Linked DNA regions of Sus scrofa: region 2 is linked to region 1. Evidence: chromatin contacts called from public HiChIP or PLAC-seq data. All regions are on one chromosome and are shown on one strand. The core of a region is the stretch at or near the end of the contact, and the rest is flanking DNA. Distances in the headings are between cores, read along the strand shown.

Region 1 (3,522 bases), core at 309-2,808:
CTTCCTTTGGGGCCACGTCCCCCGCTAACCCTCAAGGCAGGTCCCTTGGGATGCTGGCACTGTCTTTTCTCGGACTCCAGCCCCAGCTGGTGTCACTCGTTCAGCCGGGTGACCTGGACTGGGGACCGTCCCTGAGGGGCTCCAGGAAGCCAGGCGGTGATAACCAGTCCCTCTCTGTCCCCCTCGGGCAGGGCGAAGGCCGCGTGGTGTACATTCGCAATCTCGCCAGCGACATGAGCTCCCGCGAACTGAAGAGGCGCTTCGAGGTGTTTGGCGAGGTCGTGGAGTGCCAGGTGCTCACCAGGAGCACGAGGTGAGGCAGGCGCTCGCGGGGCTGGGGTGGGGGGCAAAGATGATGGGGGCTGGAGGCCGTCTGCAGAACAGACCTCCCGCGGGCTCAGGAGCAGAAAGGGGCTGCTGCAGCCGTGCCACCGAGGAGCGGCGGCGACCTGTACTGCCAGTTGGCTCAGCGAGGAGGCGGTCCCCGTACGCTCTCTCCCTGTCACATGGGTGTGCCTACTCTGGCCACCGCTGTCCTTTGGGGAGCACAGACAGGTTAACCGAGCAGCTAGTTAGTGGCAGAGCCAGATCTGCAGCCCACGTGTCGGTGTTCGGTTTTCCGCCCTAGACCTGGTTCAGGGCTGCCGACCGGCCCTGGGGCCTGAAGGGACGCCTGCGTGGCGGTCTCTTCCCTGAAGCCACGTTGCTCCATCCCTCCATCCCTCTGCACCTGCCGGCCTGGCGGTCCAGTGGTCCGGCCTTCCGTTGTGCCAGGCAGCCAGGTTTTTCCTCACTCACCCGGGGCAGCGGTGCTCCAGCTGTCGAGGTCAGCCGGAGTAGGTTGGTGTAAATGCGCAACTGAGGTAGCAAAGCTTTGCTGGTTTCGCACCCGTCCTAAAGGACCTCCCGTTATGTTTGCAATTTTGCAGTCATCCCAAAGGATCTCCTGTTATGTTTGCAAACAAGTTATTCAGGTTTTAAGATTCTAATGTAATAATATTTCAGAGCTTCAGTGAGAGAAGAGTTTGCCCATGAGAATCCTTACATGTCTCATGTCCTTCAGGGCGGTTCCAGAAAATAGCGAAACAGGAGAAACAGGAGCCCTTGTGCACTGGCGGTGGGCATGCAAAGTGGTGTGGCCGCTGTGCAGAGCAGCATGGAGGGCCCACCAACCAGGAAACGTAGATTTTCACCATTTGGTCCACAATCCCGCTTCTGGGTATTCAGGCAAAAGAATTTACAGCCAGATCTTTTGCTTTGTCTTTTTAGGGCTGCACCCATGGCATGTGGAGGTTCCCAGGCTGGGGGCTGAATCAGAGCTGCAGCTGCCAGCCTAGGCCACAGCCACAGCCACACCAGATCCGAGCCGCATCTTTGACCTACACCGCGGCTCATGGCAACACTGGATCCTTAACCCACTGAGAGGCCAAGGATCGAGCCCGCTGAGCCACAGCGGGAGCCTCCGAAGTCAGGTCCGGAGGAGATTCACGCACATCTATGTTCCTAGCGGTGTGATTCACAGCAGCCGAGGGGTGGGAACAAGCCGGGGTCCTGTGACAGGAAGGGTGAGGACAACATGTGCACACGCGGTCGAACATGAGTCATTCTTCAAAAGGCAGGGGATCAGGAGCTCCCGTCGTGGCTCAGAGGAGACGCCCGACTAGGATCCATGAGGTCTCGGGTTCGAGCGATCCCTGGCCTTGCTCAGTGGTTAAGGATCCGGCGCTGCCATGAGTCTGGGTAGGTTGCAGACGCAGCTTGGATCTGGCACTGATGTGACTGTGGTATAGACTGGCAGCTGCAGCTTGGAACCCCTAGCCTGGGAACCCCCATGTGCTGCATGGGTGGCCCTAAAAAGCAAAAATAAATAAATTAAAAATAAGGAGTCTTTACACAAATAGAACTATTTAAATTTCTCTGCAGTTCAGGATATCAAGTGAGATAACATGTAAAAACAGGTAAGGAAATTAATCTCTAAGATTAATTCATTTGTGACGATTTAAAAAGCATTCATAAAGCTCAGACATTGAAAGAGGCAGAAGGATTCCACCTCTGACCGGTTCCGAGGTGACAGGAGATGTGACAGCTGAGTGTGTGTCAGGCCTGACTTTCCACTCCCTTCTTCACCTTGGCACCTCCTTGGGCGGGCCTCCCTCGTGGTAGCAAAGTGGCTGCCTGCGGCTCGCAGCTCATCTCCTACCCAGGGAAGGAGGAGTCCCCCCACCATGGTTCCAGCAAACACATGGGGTGGAATCTTTGGGGTTCTGCCTTGGGTGACGGGTTCATCCCTGAAAAAATCACTGTGGCCCAGGAGGTCCTCCATCAGGGGACTTAGCTGGCACCCTGAGCCCACCTGAGCACAGGGCTCTGTCATCAGAGGAAGGGGAGCGCATGCTGAGCGGGCATCCGCATCTGCCGTCCTCGGGAGGTGACGGCCGCATGGGCGGCCAAGGAAGTGGTGGCCGAGGCTGCCTTTGAAGGGAGTGGGAGTGGTAGGATGGAGCGGGGGTGGGGCGAATCCCAGAAAATGGGAAGCGTGATGAGAGGAGGGTGGGGGGCGAGGCGCATCCGCTTTCGTGGCGGGAGGCCTGAGTTGGGCTCCCCGCTCTGCCACCTGCCTTTGGGCCAATTCTGAGCTCGCAGAGCTGTTTTCTCCCCTGGGGGGTCGGGGGTGGGATGACCGTGGTCCCCCCTCTCGGGGGTCTGAAGACCGTGGGAGACGATGCGTGGCGACCGGCCCCTGCAGACCGCGGCACCCCGCCTGCTCCCGCTGTCGCTCTCTCGCGTGGGTCAGCCTAGAGCCCTTCCCCGGGACCAGGTGACAGACAGGGTTGCCGAGTCCTGGTGCTTTTCTGGGTGCGCCCAGTGACAGGGGTCCTGCTGACCCTCTGCCCTGGTCCTCTCCCCGCAGAGGCGAGAAGTGCGGCTTCGTCACCTACCGGCGCTCCGAGCACGCGGCGCTGTCCCTGCGGAAGGGCGCGGCCCTGCGGGGGCGCAGCGAGCCCTCCTTCCCGCTGAGCTCCGGGGGCCTCCGGCGCTTCTGCTGGCCCCGCTACGCCGACTTCGGTGAGTTTGTGGGGCGCACATCCCAGTGGAGCCCCGGGCGCAGGGGCCGTGGCCTCCGGCATTGACACCTGGAGCCCCCTCTGGGCGCGGCCCCCGCCCGGGGGGGTCCCTGTGCTGATGGAGGCCGCCGTCCCCACCTTCCTCCGGCCTCTGGTCTGTCTCGTCCTGGGCCAGGACTGGTGCCAAAGAGATGAGGCCTGTGGGGGCCTCTGGGAAGGGCCAGTCTTGTGCTCCCAGCGCCCTGGCGCAACCATGGCCCCTGCCCCCCTGGCCGCTCGGGATCCTGCGGGACCCTGCCCCGGGTCCTTTCATGGGCTGCAGTGCAGCGGCCTTGTCCCCGCGCCTTCTCCTCTTGTGGGGACAAGTCGGCGAAGAAGGCGAAGCACCCTTTTGGAACGAGCTCTCTGTGGGAGGGGTCTGATGTCACGTCCGTAGCACAGGCCTGAGTGTCGGGAG
Region 2 (3,522 bases), core at 667-3,166, 110 kb after region 1:
CAAACGAACAGCTGGCTTCAGCCAGAGAGGATTTTTAGCAGCAATTTTAAGAAGCTCCTTTTAGGGAGGTTCTCCGACGCCACCTCTCCGGTCCGTAAAGTAATGAGTCGCTTGGAATGAAACCCTCTTGCCTTGTCAGCTCACATCCGTTGGAAGTTCCTGGTTGAGTTCTGACACTGCCATGATTTGTCAAAAATTAGTGTGCACGAATCAGTGTGTATAAAACTTCCTTTTTGGGTCTCCTTTGCCGTTTCTCATATAAGCCCAGGCGATACCAGCGTGACAGGTGAAGGAACCTAAAATCCCAGCCTAAGGACACTGCCTTTCTTCGTAGTTATTCAAGGCTGATGACTTTGTGGAATTTGTCTTATACCACGTATGTCTTTTTTAATTAAAGAAAGTGCCTTGATGCAATTCCGCTGAAATCGCGTCTGGCCCCCTGTGGAGTGAGGGTGGGTTCCGGACGGATTTTGCAGCCTCCGTTGCAGGAGAGGGCAGTCAGTCAGAGGCAGGCCCTGTTCTTCTGATCTCTGTTGGTGATGTTTATCTCATAAGATCCTGTATGTATTGAGATTCAGAGATGTCATTTCATTTGTCTGCTAATAAATTGTTGCGTTCGTAAAATTTTGCTGTGTCTAAGTGATTTAAGGGCAAGGGAGGGGTGGATTCTAACTAAGGAACACACTCGGGTTGCCCCGGGGGTAAAAATGCCATCTCTTTCCCATCAGACCCGTGTCTGTCCTTGGAAAGTCAGGAAGCACAAAGAAGCCTCATTCTCTCCTTTTTGCCTCGGGGTCCTGAGTGAGTCAGCGCTTTGGGGACTCAACTTCTCCACCAGGGGCAAGGCGGGGAGGACAGATTCCAGTCCTTAGGCTGCGGGACTGCTGTTGCCCCCTGTGCTGAAATCACACAACCCAGGTCCGCTTTGCGGCTGTCCCCACACTGAACTCTGAGCCACATCGGCCCTACCCGTGAGGTGGGGCTGCCGCCTCACGTGGACCGAGACGTGGCCACGCAGGGGCACCCGTTGGAAGGACCGCTCTGCGCCCCCCCGCCCCCTCCCCAGATGGAAGCGGGAGCGAGTGCAGGGGCTCGGGGCGGTGGGCACGGCCACGGGGCGGGGAGCTGGACTGAACGGTGCCCTCAGGCCATCTGCCCGCAGCCTCTGGGCCCCGTGCACCTGCTCCCCAGGCTCCCCCCCTCCACCTGGAGGCTCTGCCCCTGCCTGAGCTCCCGTGCGTGGCCTTCGCCCCTCGCACGGCACGGCTGCCTTCACTGTGCCTTTCAGGTCCAGCGGCCACAGGTCAAAGTGTGGCTCTTGGAGAAATACCCACCCGTGATTTCTAAAAAGCCTGGGTCGCGGAGCCCTGTATCCCGAACACCTCGCACTGCAGGCTCTCCTCAGATGACTGCAGCCACGGTCGTGGCTTCCTCTGCCTTACCGTCTGCACGCCAGTGGCCGCCAAGCCTGGTGCCAGCCCGGTCTCTCTCGAACACCGACCAGCAGCTGTGCGACGGTACCGCGGGGCTCTGCCCGCCTTCCCGGGGCCCCTCTCACGCAGCACGCCCCGGACGCCTCCTCTTTAGCTTGTTTTGACCACGATGAGACCTGGCTACGAAAGCCAGAAACCTGGGACATTCTAGGTTTCCTGCCCTCACTGTCTGTCGTTTCTTTTCTAGATGATGCCGCAGCCTGACTGGTTTTCTGTGTCTCTGCAGGGCAGCCTCTGCACTAGTTAGCGATTCCTAAAGAAATAATGGGGCCTTTGCCTCTTGTAGGTGCTTCTCGAACGCTTCGAGGGAAAGGCCGAAACGAACGCTTTGGCCACCAAGACCGTGACAGCTCGGCTCTTGGCTTCACGTCCAGCTCCTGTCCCGCCACACGTCCTCTGCTGGACACGCCTCTGGTGACCTTCGCTGTGGCCCTTTATCGGTACCCCAGGCTCTTGTACATGTTGTTCCCTCTGCCCGGAGTTGCCTCCCAGCCCCACCAGCCGAGCTCCCGGGTCCTCCTTCCAGAAACTTCATGGTAAGTGTCCCTTGCCCGCGGCCACGTTGCCTGTGCCTCTCTCGTGGAGATGCTCCTTGGGGCTGTGTCTGCTCCCGCGAGTGCTCTGGCTGTTCTCTGAAGCGGCACTTACCGCTCCGTATTACTTTCTTCCTCTCATGTATCTCCTGTCCTAACTGGGCTGCTTGAGGGCTGGGCCATGAACCTTATCCCTAGAGCCTCTGTGGCCAGAAGTGGGTATTTTACAGGGTCCGGTATTTCAGGGATTTTTTTAGAGAGGTGATAGAGTATCTGAGCTTTAAAGAGGACATGCCTCTTCTCCCCCATACTTTGTATCACGTAACTCTGAATATACACTTTTTTTTAAAATTTGCTTTTTAGGGCCACACCCTTGGGAAACGGAAGTTCCCAGGCTAGGGGTCAAATCAGAGCTACAGCCACCAGCCTACACCCCAGCCACAGCAACACGGGATCCGAGCCACATCTGCGACCTACACCGCAGCTCACGGCAACGCCGGATCCTTAACCCACCGAGCGAGGTCAGGGCTCGAACCCGCAGCCTCACGGACGCTGGTCGGGCTTGTTTCCACTGAGCCACACCAGGAACTTCCTGAATATACTTTGTATCATGATTACTTAGGAGTGTTTTGCACAATAAACTTGCAAAACGGGGTTGTTTAAATTTTTCGCAGGAGTTCCCGCTGTGGCTGTGCTGCAGTGGGTTAAAGATCCAGCTTGTCTCTGTGGAGGCGTCAGTTCAGTCCCCAGCCAGGGTGGCGGGTTAAGGATCTCTTGCTGCAGCTGTGGTGTGGGTCACCGCTTCAGCTCAGATTTGATCCTTGGACCAGGAATTTCCATATGCCATGGGGTTGGCCAAAAAGGTAATAATTACTACTGGTAATACTAGATCCCCAGTATCTCAGTGGTTACCCAGCGCATGGGTATGTCTGGGGGGAGGGGGGGCGGCTGCTCGCTAACACTGGCGCTTGCGCAGTGAGGCGGTTATGTGCCCCGGGGCAATCACATGGCTCAGGGTTATCAAAGGGCGAGCGGATAGGTGTGCTATGGCGTGGGGCGGGTAGTTTGAGGCGCAGTGTTTTTGTTCTGTTTTGTTGCTGCGGCTGCAGCGGCTCGATGTGGGATCAGCTCCAGACCGGGGATCGAAGCCAGGCTGCAGCCGTGAAGGCACCAAGCCCTAACCCCTGGACCAGCAGGGAGCTCCCAAGGCACAGGCATTTCCAAGCCTGTAGTTGAAGCAAGTCCCGCGTCGCAGGATCCCTTGTCTCAGGTCTCTCGCCCCCTTTGCTCAGCGTCATCTTTCTCAGGCTCCACCGTAAGAAGTAAGGAGCAGGTCTCCTGAAGGTTCGGCCCTGGGCTGGACGGGCCCCCTTGTGTAGCCCACGCCTGCCCTCCGGTGGCCGGAATCTGCTACCGCACCCCACCTCGAAGATGACCACCGTCCAGTAGCGCTGCGCCTGCAAGTTGGGAGACCACCATCGTTCGATGTTATGATT

What was found. HiChIP or PLAC-seq counts read pairs in DNA pulled down with a chosen protein or histone mark.
Region 2: an H3K27ac HiChIP or PLAC-seq map of alveolar macrophages shows a contact between it and region 1, with 3 times the contacts expected there. The contact joins the promoter of HMGXB3 here to the enhancer-like site in region 1. A contact is called at or near these places in 1 of 5 promoter capture datasets (liver), 11 of 47 Hi-C or Micro-C datasets (alveolar macrophages, embryonic fibroblasts, fetal heart ventricle and 7 more) and 2 of 2 datasets of contacts at active chromatin or transcription factors (alveolar macrophages and skeletal muscle).

Annotation. Positions count from the first base shown.
Region 1 is chr2:150,913,848-150,917,369 of Sscrofa11.1, forward strand. It overlaps PPARGC1B (peroxisome proliferator-activated receptor gamma coactivator 1-beta), which reads left to right. Exons shown (of 11, transcript XR_002342022.1): 9 at 192-313; 10 at 2,912-3,066. Among named protein-coding and RNA genes, the nearest start is that of PDE6A, 70 kb to the right of the region's middle. Within about 2 kb of position 1,559, at least 1 of the 83 cell types and tissues checked has an H3K27ac peak or open chromatin away from gene starts, as enhancers often do. A contact at or near this core is called in alveolar macrophages, where this site is marked.
Region 2 is chr2:151,026,860-151,030,381 of Sscrofa11.1, forward strand. It overlaps HMGXB3 (HMG domain-containing protein 3), which reads left to right and starts at 1,917. Exons shown (of 20, transcript XM_021085011.1): 1 at 1,917-2,029. SLC26A2 (sulfate transporter) reads left to right here. Exons shown (of 4, transcript XM_021085016.1): 4 at 1-624.